Regions from separate parts of the Zea mays genome. Here all the other regions are linked to region 3. A link is a contact called in public Hi-C data. All regions are on one chromosome and are shown on one strand. The core of a region is the stretch at or near the end of the contact, and the rest is flanking DNA. Distances in the headings are between cores, read along the strand shown.

Region 1 (3,341 bases), core at 769-3,268, 260 kb before region 3:
TAAAGATGTTAGCCTACAACCAAAGCAGGGTGGAGGAAGTGGCGCCAAGCATCTAACGTTTTATGTGACAAGACAATACCACAGAAACTAAAAGACAAGTTTTATAGGACAATAATTAGACCTGCTATGTTGTATGGTGCAGAATGTTAGCCCACAGAAAGACGCCATGTTCAGCAGATAAGTGTCGTGGAAATAGGTACGTTGCATTAGATTTGTAGCCATACAAAAAGGGATCAAGTGCAGAAGACTGAAACCATGATATACGTGATAAGCTAGGGGTAGCACCAATTGAAGAAAAGCTTCTCCAATACCAATTGATATAGTTTGGACATGTCTAACGGAAAACTCCGTAGGCAGCGGTGTGTAGTGGAATCTTAAGACATGATAGTAATAGGAAGAGAGGCAGGGGAAGGCCGAAGTTGACATGGGAAGCGACAATAAAAGAAGACTTGAAATAATGAAATATATCCAATGATTCAGCCTTGAATAGGAGTGAATAGAAAACAGCTATCCACATGCCTAAATTGTGACTTGTGGCTTTAGATTTTAACTCTAGTCTACCATAATTTTCTTGGGACTAAAAGGCTTTGTTGTTGCTGTTGATAGCAATTTTGGAGCATTTTATCCTATAGAAAGATTTCCTATCCGCCCATTTGGAAGAAAGGATTAAACCCTATCAAATTCCTTTAGGTTGCTATGGAATGTATCAAAACATATGAATTTTGTAGGAAAAGTAGAAAACTTTCCTTTGTGTCTGTCCCTCTCTTGAAATTTCTGCACTTTTCATGTGTTGCATCCAAAGGACACATGAAACACATTCAGGCATCAAGCTGCTGGGGAAGGAGAGTTGAATTTGCAGGCTTGGACTATGGGTGTTCATTTCGTTGCTATTTTTTATTGTTTCTTGAGATTGGTTTAAGTGTTTTTTCTGGTTTTCATTCAAGCATTGATGGAGCTTAAAGAGTAGGGGAACTAGCTTTGATATTCTTGCTTAATTAAACATGGCAGTATGACGTGCATGTTTGCATATTCATTCATGCGTGTTCTTTGTTTCTTACAAATCCTCTTGTTTGACTGACGAAATAAACTACCACATTGCAGGGTGTAGCAATCAATTGTCTTACCTGTACAACCTCCTCGGACGAGGAGACGCAGCGCGGCGTGTGCTGGCCACGCGACAGGATCCTGATGTGCGTCTTGGTTTCCATCCTCATTTGCTCTATGATCTTGCCGCCTTTGCCGAGCAGGCATCCTACGTGCTGCTTAGGAACGATGAGTCGTGTAGTGGTCTTCCCCCTGTCCCTGGCATCCTTGCCCCTGGGCCCATACTCGCCGTCCTCGTCGCCGTCGTCAGCGTCAGTCTCGAGGATCCGGCGGTGCACCATGAGAAGCGCCTCTTGGGCCGGGGAGAACATGGGCGGGCAGCCGTCCGCTTCACGCCTCGCGCCGTCGACCGTCTCGATGACCCGGACGTAGTCGCCAGCGAAGGGCGGATGCACAGTGACAAGCGCACCGCTGTCGTCCCGGACCTTGGCAACGAAACCGGGAGAGAAACTATAGGCCTTGCACTCGGGGCACAGGATCCGAAAGGAGGTTGTGGCGGTGGAACCAGCGCCGCCGTCCGCCGTGGCCGACGAGGGAGGAGGAGGAGGCGGGGGCGGGGGCGGCGCGGCGTCGGGAGGCAGGAACCCGCGGCGGTCGGAGCCGCCGCCGCCAGGGGGGCCGCGGCGGTGGTAGCTCGAGTTAGCATTCTGGCCGCCGCTGCGGCGGTCGAAGCGCTGCTTGGAGCGGGACGTTGGGGAGTCCTGGTCGTAGTGGTAGCCGCGCTTGGAGCGGGAGCGATCCATTGCTGCTGGATTCAGGAGCTGAAGCTAAATCGTTGTTCGTTCTGATCGTTCAAATCGTTTCAGATTTTGACCTGAGACGCGATCGATCTGGTGCGAACTATATTGATTAGGGTTTAGATCGAGTAACCAGCGGATGGGGATGGAGAGGGAGATGAGGCGCCATGGATCTGCCGATCTCGCGTGGCGGCGTGGGCACGGGACTCGGTCGTGTCTAGAGGTGTTAGTGAGACATTGAGACCCGATACCCATTAAAACCTATTTTAGTCCTTGTTTTGTTTGAGATACTAAGGGCTTGTTCGGTTATTGATATTACATGTGTATTGGAGTGTATTGGGTGAGATTGAGATGAATTTTGATTTATTATGGATTTAAACTGGTCCAATCCCATCCAATACATGTGGATTATCATCAAAATGAACAAGCCCTAAGGGGTATTTATCTATATGGTTTATACGGACTAATTTTTAGTCCTATATTTTATTTTATTTTAATCTCTAAATTGTTAAATACGGAAACTAAAATAGAGTTTTAGTTTTCGTATTGGCAAATTAAGAACTAAAATGAAATAAAATAAAGTGACTAAAAATTAGTCCCTAGAAATTAAACATCCCCTAAAGATTAGTCCATTCCTTTTAGTCTCATTTTTCAAACAGTGGGACTAAACTATTTTATTCTCTAATCCCTTAAGATGTGACTAAAAGAAACTAAACTATATTAATTCTACTTTTGTCTCCTCGTTTATTTCAATTGCACTAATGGCAGAAAAATAATATGGAGTATTTTGGTCTTCTAATGATTCATTTAATGTATTCTGAATATTTTTAGCCCCTACAATCAAACCGAGTAGAGACTAAACTTTAGTCATCGAGGAACATCATTATCATCATTGTCGGCGTTTCGAGACCGGGGGGTCCCTAAGCCGACGAGTGAAATGTCGTCGCGTGCCCCAGCCCAGATGGGTCGACGCGAGGCGGAACGCGAAGGGGGGAAAGTGAGGCGGCCGGAGATGGGCGAGAGAGAGGTGGAAATCCCGCGGCCTTCGTGTTCGTCCCGCGCCCAGGTCGGGTGCGCTTGCAGTAGGGGGTTACAAGCGTCCACACGGGGGAGGGAGCGAGCGGCCTCACGCGAGCGCCTGTCTCGTCCTCGTCCCCGCGCGGCCAACCCCCTCTAAGAGGGCCCTAGTCCTTCCTTTTATAGGTGTAAGGAGAGGATCCAGGTGTACAATGGGGGTGTAGCAGAGTGCTACGTGTCTAGCGGAGGAGAGCTAGCGCCCTAAGTACACGCCATCGTGGCGGCCGGAGAGATTTTGGCGCCCGGTTTGTGTGATGTCGTGGCCGTCGGAGGAGCGCTGGAGCCTAGCGGAGGGACAGCTGTCGGGGCCGTTGAGTCCTTGCTGACGTCCTCTTGCTTCCGTAAGGGGGCCGAGAGCCGCCATCGTCAGGGAGCGTGCGGGGCGCCATCATCGCCTATCTGGCGGAGCGAGCCAGATGGGAC
Region 2 (3,497 bases), core at 456-2,955, 340 kb after region 3:
GGTAGAGCCACCGCCCAAGGAGGAGCTGTTGTACTCCCTAACCTTGTGCAACGCCCTACTCCCTGACCTTGTGCAGCGCTCCTCGCCCTCAAGAATATACTATATCCTATTACTATATATTATATAAGTATATATGTCCAGAAACATATGGACGACTAAATGTACGACCAGCTCAACTAGGGTCGATTAGTCGATCTGGTCGACGACTAATCATGACTAATCGACTGGTCAGTAGCTATATGACTAGGTTCGACCAGACGACTTCAAAACATTGCCAAGCGCACGACCAATCACCACCTCAGCCCCTTCGCCCCTCCCTTCATACACCACCTCACGCACATCCCTCTCTTATCTTAACTAGATCCATCAGCCGGTGGCTGGTGATGAAAACCAGTAGTCTCCAGCAGAAATAAGCAACCGTTGTTGCCACAACTTTCTTTTCAGATCTGATTGGGTGGGTTCTTTCCCTACTTCTATTATGTTCAGTCAGCCGCTACCACAGGAGGACGCGCATCTGGTGCTTCGTGGTGTGGTGTAGGAACAACTACCACACACACCGCCACCATCTTGCCTGCACATATTCCTCCTCTTTACTCTGGTTCTGGCCAAGCTCGATTTGCGCCAGTTGCGCCAAGCCCTATTCAGTGCCCGGTGAGCACTCCTCTGAAGAATGCTTAGCCTTCTCCGATAATAGTTGCCAACATTATTATAAGAAGCGTAAGGAAACAATCCAGACAACAGGCTATTGTGGAATCATGTCACCGTTCTAAAATAGGCGTTGGAAGAGCATCACGTGGTTTAGATGCAACAGTAGGAAGAAAATAAAAGGGAGTTAAAGACAGATTTCATGGTCATATTCCTTGTTTATTGTGAAGGTTTTGAATGGTAAATTATACAGAAAAGTCATGAAATCCATTAAAAGCACAATTCTCACCTAATTACCATTTGACTCTCTAGGCGAATAGGCCTCTAAACTGCATTTCTCCTCCACAGCAAACTCTGACTTCCACGAAACCAACAAAAAAAAACTTAACTCTTAACTCGAAACTCCCGTTCCCTCGTTTAAATTACCCCCAACCGAACGTCAATTGCCCCAAACAAACATGCCGCACAGTATTAGCTCGATCCGTGTCGCCTTGGTACATAGAGCACTCACAAAAACCAGCCGACGCCGACGCCGCAGAACGGTAGGGGCGGCTCTCGGACGGGGATGCCCTCCACGAAGACCTGCTGCTGGACGGCGCCCGGGGAGGCAACGAACCCCTGGCTGCCGAACCCTGAGCGCCAACGAACAGACCGAAGCATCGAGTCATATCTCGAAACCAGAAGGGCGAGAATCGAGGGTAATAGCGCCGGGACAGGAGCACCCACCGATAGGAGAGGCATGGTAGTCATGGTAGGCGGGGCCTACGACGGGCAGCGTCGGCTGAAACGGCCGGTGAAAGGTACCATAGTCGTGATGGTATGGGGGAGGGTTCGCGGCGGGAGCCGAAGGGGATGGGGATGAGGATTGGGATTGCGGCGGAAGCTTTGAGGTGGTGAGGTGCTTGGCTTCCTGCATCGCCTCAGTGGTGGAAATTGGGCAAGCGGAGACCGGAGATCTAGCCCCGAGGGGAGGCTTGCGCGCGGTAGATTAGACGACAGCGATCATCGGGTTTGGAGAAGAATAAGAACATAATAGCACCCGCAAAAAAGAGATAATTGTCATTATGGACGAGGAGAGCAGGGAATCGATAAAATGGAGGCGTTGGCGTTGGCTTCTCTGGTTTAGAGACGCAGGCGACAACCAAACTCCAAAACGGAAACGAGACAGCACTTGGAGCTACGTAAACAGATATTAGTTTCCTGTCCCCATTTACCGTTCGCGTGCGCAGACGCTGTCTGGCGTACTCCTCTTGTGACCATTCGCATCTCTTCCGTCGCCGAATTGGACTGCTCTCGGGGTCGACATCGCTTGCGTCTCTTCTTCCTCTTGCGGCTGCTTGCGGTCTCCTCTTCGCGGCGGTGAGTTCTCCTGCTCCGTCATTACCAGACCCATGCATTTCTCTGTCTTGACAAGGCTGATCAGCATGGTGGTCTTCGTTGTCAGTATCTAAACTTCCTTGCGCATGACAATTTGTACCACTGCTACAAAATCTATCACGCAATCTATTATTCGCAGCCTCATCCTCTTTATTGAGTCCAAGATTACAATATATCTCATTTTCGCATGGTACTTGTACTCTGTCTTCTTCATCCAATACATCAGAAACTATAATCGAATCCCAGTCCAGTTGTGATTCATCATCAATCCTCTAAACTTCCTATATTACAGACAATGCAGGAGCCTCCAAGCATAAGCGAGACTATTTTAAAAATTAAAGACAATGCAGGAGCATCCAACACTATTTTCACAATTAAAGATGAACTTGGTATACCATCAATCCTCTGAACTTCCTATATCCTGCCACCTATTTCCCCTAATGGCGGTAGTGGCGCAGATAAACTTGGTGTACCATGATTTGTAAACGGTGATGCCACAGGTTCTAGATCGGGGGAGTTGAGAAGAGCGTTGGAGTCTGGCGAAATGCCAATGGGCTTGAAATCCATGGATCCGAAATCAGAGAAAACCTAAGTTCACAACCGGGTTCGGTCAGAGAAGAGACGATAACCATACAAGACAGAGAAATGCATGGGTCTGGTAATGGCGGAGCAGGAGAACTCACCGCCGCGAAGAGGAGACCGCAAGCAGCCGCAAGAGGAAGAAGAGACGCAAGCGATGTCGACCCCGAGAGCAGTCCAATTCGGCGATGGAGGAGATGCAACGGTGTGGAGAGGAGTACGCCAGACGGCGTATGCGCACACGAACGGTAAACGGGGACAGGAAACTAATACCTGTTTACGCAGCCCCAAGTGTTGTCTCGTTTCCGTTTTGGAGTTTGGCTGTCGCCTGCGTCTCCAAAACAGAGAAGCCAACGCCAACGCCTCCATTTCGTCGAATCCCCTGCTCTCTTCGTCCATAATGGCAATTATCTCCACAAAAAAAGTGTAAAACGAGCATTCAAATTCACACCCTTTTTTTGCTCTAGAAATTTGGAACTAATCATCACACCATGTATACTTTAGTGTTTATAAATAAACAATAAAAATATTTGTAGCCTAGGCGCCGCTCCCCACGTTCCCCGCCTCGTGGCAACGCACGGGCAGATGCCTAGTATCATATAAAAATTGAGTGTTGCAATTATAATTTATGATATCCGGTGACTATTATTACTAGATCTAAAAATTTGCCCATCATCATAATCTACACCCGAGCGTGTAATACATATTAGTATTGCTCTTTTTACCCCATTCTTCCCCTGCTCTTCTCTCTTGCTGTAGTGTCGTGTCCGACTCCGATGTTGTGTTTCTGCCCGTCAACAACAGAGCCCCACGAACGTGACGAACGACACCAACGTGATTGTCGTCGTCTTAGAGACCAACATGTAGAGCGCCATGTAGGAAACGGGTGACGCCTA
Region 3 (3,390 bases), core at 196-2,695:
CTCTAACTGCAAGGAGGCTACATTCGTTCCATCTGTTGTTTGAGTGTCCTTTCAGCTTGGAATGCTGGCAGTATGTCGGTATTCAGTGGAATCTTGAGCTAGATTTCTTTCTAATGTTCGAAAATGCGAAGAGCGCTTTTGCCCGACGCCTCTTCATAAAAATTGTGGCTTTTGTGACTTGGACCATCTGGAAGCAAAGAAATGATTTCATCTTTAAAAATATGGTCCCTTCGTTTTCTACATGGATGATTTGTTTCAATGACACGTTGGAGCTTCAGATGTTTGGATTTAGCCCTACCCTTAATTTTTGAGTATCCTCTTCTTTCTCTTTCTTAATTTTTTAGTATCCTCTTCTTTCTCTTTCTCTTTTTTCTATCCAGCTCGTTCGGTTCCTTTGTTTCATCTTGTTATATTTTATGCAATAAATAAAGCTGTGCCGCAGGTTTCCTCTACATCCTTTTTCTTTTCAAAAAAACGTCACAGACTATCCAAGTAATTTCTTCACAAAACTACCAAAGGTAGCATGCAGTGGCATAGGCAAATAAATTTCTTCTAAATTGTATAAAACACAATAGTGGCTTGCTCTAAATTTCATCAATCATCAATACTGTGATTCGTTTTAGATCTTGTGCCATCAACGCGGCCATATCGGCCAGTGTTGAGGGGTCAAACCGGGGATCGATATCCTAGGCTGCAGTTGATTGTGGGCTAACTAGGCAATGAGCTGTAAGTATATGCTACGTAACGTACATATTTTTGTCGTTCTTGCCAAAATCAAGCCTCAGCTTAAATTCGTTTCTAGCAGTACTTTTGATTGATATAATAAGTTCTAACGATTTTGCGTATGTGTATGTTGAAGATTTGTTTGATTTTGTTGCCACATGCTTGTCCGAAACTAGTTGCAGCACCTGAAATCTGATGCAAATTCAAGTGCCATATAAATGACGGATAAAATTAAGGACACCAGGAAATATATGATTGGCTCAAAAACTGAATGTAACGCTGTCAGTTATCGCTTCTCAGAGCAAAGCAAGTACAATAATATGCTGTAAAATAACTAATTGTTGAGGTAAAAGAGAGATAAAAAGAAAGAGAAGAGAGAGATAAAGCTGTAAAAACTAATACTACATATTAGAAAAAATATTATATACACCCAGGATGTAAAACCACTACTTTGCAGCTTTTCATATCCACACCAATAGAAAAAAAATTAGGCTTGCTAGTAAAATCTCACATGTTCATGTTGCTACGTCTTTCCACTGATGGTGGCATGGTGCTACTTTTTTTTTTCAGTGCGCTGAAAATGATAGAAGCAGGAAGGGAGAGGATGCGAAATTGGCATTGTAATTCGGTCTCTTGCTACCTCCAAGCGAGAAGATAATTACAGGTCGCGTCTCGTAGCGTCCACCCACGCCGACGCCGGACTGTGCGCATTCTTCGGGAACGGGACAGAGGAGAGAGGCGAGCGAGCAACGAGACGCTGCGCTGACCGCCCGCCCCGCCCGCGCCCATTCCTCCTCCCACTCCATCCTCCTCCTCCGCAGCCCGCGCTTCGCCGCTCGCGCCTCCTTCCCATCCTCTTCTTTTCACCGCCACCCCTCTTCGCTCTTTCGGAGCCACCGTGAGTGCGCCGCGGCTTCATCTTGCTGATCGTGTCCGTGGCTTCTTGATACTCCGTGACTGTCTCCGTCCGTGCGTGCGCTGGCTTGATCCTGGCGGTTCTTGTTCTTGCCTGCATTCCACTCGTTCGCTTCCTCGCGATAATATCTGCTTCGTCTTTTTTTTTTCCTTCTGGTTTCTTCTGGTATGTGTAGGAAGCGAGTGAGCAAGCCGACCAACAGCGGCTGAGATTCGCTGCAACGTCGGTATCAAAAGGTGTCCGAGCGGTTGAGATTCGCGTGCCATGTCCGGATTCAGTGCCGCGGCCAACGCAGCGGCGGCTGAGCGGTGCGCGCTCGCGTTCCGCGCACGGCCCGCGGCCTCCTCGCCAGCGAAGCGGCAGCAGCAGCCGCAGCCAGCGTCCCTCCGACGCAGCGGGGGCCAGCGCCGCCCCACGACGCTCTCCGCCTCTAGCCGCGGCCCCGTCGTGCCGCGCGCCGTCGCCACGTCCGCGGACCGCGCGTCCCCCGACGTAAGCACCTCATGCCTGCTCTATCTTTCGCCGCTGGGCCATCATCAGCTGATGTTCTCCCACTGTTTGGCAATTTGCCTGCTTCATTTTCATGTCTTTCCGTTGCTCTTGTCGCAGCTTATCGGAAAGTTCACGCTGGATTCCAACTCCGAGCTCCAGGTGCGACCGCTGGATACCAGGTTCATTCACCCATCTGCTACGATTTTATCTCTATAACACTATTGGTGCATTGTGTGGGAACAGGTCGCAGTGAACCCAGCGCCGCAGGGTTTGGTGTCAGAGATTAGCCTGGAGGTGACCAACACAAGCGGTTCCCTGATTTTGCATTGGGGAGCCCTTCGCCCGGACAAGAGGTGTGAGGCACTGCTTCTCTTGCCGCTTTTGATGATAAAACATGTCTCAAACATGCTCGTATGCCATTTGCTGCCGTCGAAGCTTCTCTTCCCGCTTTTGCACTCAGTCACACATGCTCTTATGCCATTTGCTGCACTTCCTTTTAGATTGAATTTGATGTACTTGAGCTACTTGGCTGCAGAGATTGGATCCTCCCGTCCAGAAAACCTGATGGAACGACAGTGTACAAGAACAGGGCTCTCAGGACACCTTTTGTAAAGGTCAGTCGTCTTGCATCAAGGATCTTTGTGCCACCACGGAACAGTAGTTACTAATGTCCATAACTGTGCAGTCAGGTGATAACTCCACTCTAAGGATTGAGATAGATGATCCTGGGGTGCACGCCATTGAGTTCCTCATCTTTGACGAGACACAGAACAAATGGTAATGCTGCTGTTTGGATTACTTTGCAGCACTGTTTGTTTATTTGAATGAACAAGATATCAACCATCTGAACTCTACTTTGGACAGGTTTAAAAACAATGGCCAGAATTTTCAGGTTCAGTTCCAGTCGAGCCGCCATCAGGGTACTGGTGCATCTGGTGCCTCCTCTTCTGCTACTTCTACCTTGGTGCCAGAGGATCTTGTGCAGATCCAAGCTTACCTTCGGTGGGAAAGAAGGGGAAAGCAGTCATACACACCAGAGCAAGAAAAGGCAAGCTTTTAGTACTAAACATTCCATCGTCCATCTTAATGGAAGTTGATGCACTAAGTTATTAGTAAACTAAAAGTAGGTAGCGGTTGCATTTTTCTCCAGGAGGAGTATGAAGCTGCACGAGCTGAGTTAATAGAGGAAGTAAACAGAGGTGTTTCTTTAGAGAAGCTTCGAGCTAAATTGACAAAAGCACCTGAAGCACCTGAGTCGG

Evidence for each region. A called contact is a pair of places that touch in the nucleus more often than the background predicts.
Region 1: a contact with region 3 is called in a Hi-C map of leaf, with 2.4 times the contacts expected there. The contact joins the promoter of LOC100383161 here to the promoter of LOC100381411 in region 3. A contact is called at or near these places in 7 of 25 Hi-C or Micro-C datasets (bundle sheath, ear, endosperm and 3 more).
Region 2: a Hi-C map of leaf shows a contact between it and region 3, with 6 times the contacts expected there. The contact joins the promoter of LOC103629907 here to the promoter of LOC100381411 in region 3. A contact is called at or near these places in 2 of 25 Hi-C or Micro-C datasets (ear and leaf).

The regions. Positions count from the first base shown.
Region 1 is chr6:117,680,255-117,683,595 of Zm-B73-REFERENCE-NAM-5.0, forward strand. LOC100383161 reads right to left here and starts at 2,019. Exons shown (of 8, transcript NM_001175826.1): 1 at 1,125-2,019. The coding sequence starts at 1,847.
Region 2 is chr6:118,280,413-118,283,909 of Zm-B73-REFERENCE-NAM-5.0, forward strand. LOC103629907 (60S ribosomal protein L18a-like) reads right to left here and starts at 1,706. Exons shown (of 5, transcript XR_004850267.1): 1 at 1,372-1,706; 2 at 1,157-1,277.
Region 3 is chr6:117,940,601-117,943,990 of Zm-B73-REFERENCE-NAM-5.0, forward strand. It overlaps LOC100381411 (Alpha-glucan water dikinase 1 chloroplastic), which reads left to right and starts at 1,446. Exons shown (of 33, transcript NM_001361424.1): 1 at 1,446-1,692; 2 at 1,815-2,131; 3 at 2,249-2,290; 4 at 2,375-2,484; 5 at 2,667-2,745; 6 at 2,817-2,908; 7 at 2,996-3,179; 8 at 3,282-3,390. The coding sequence starts at 1,904.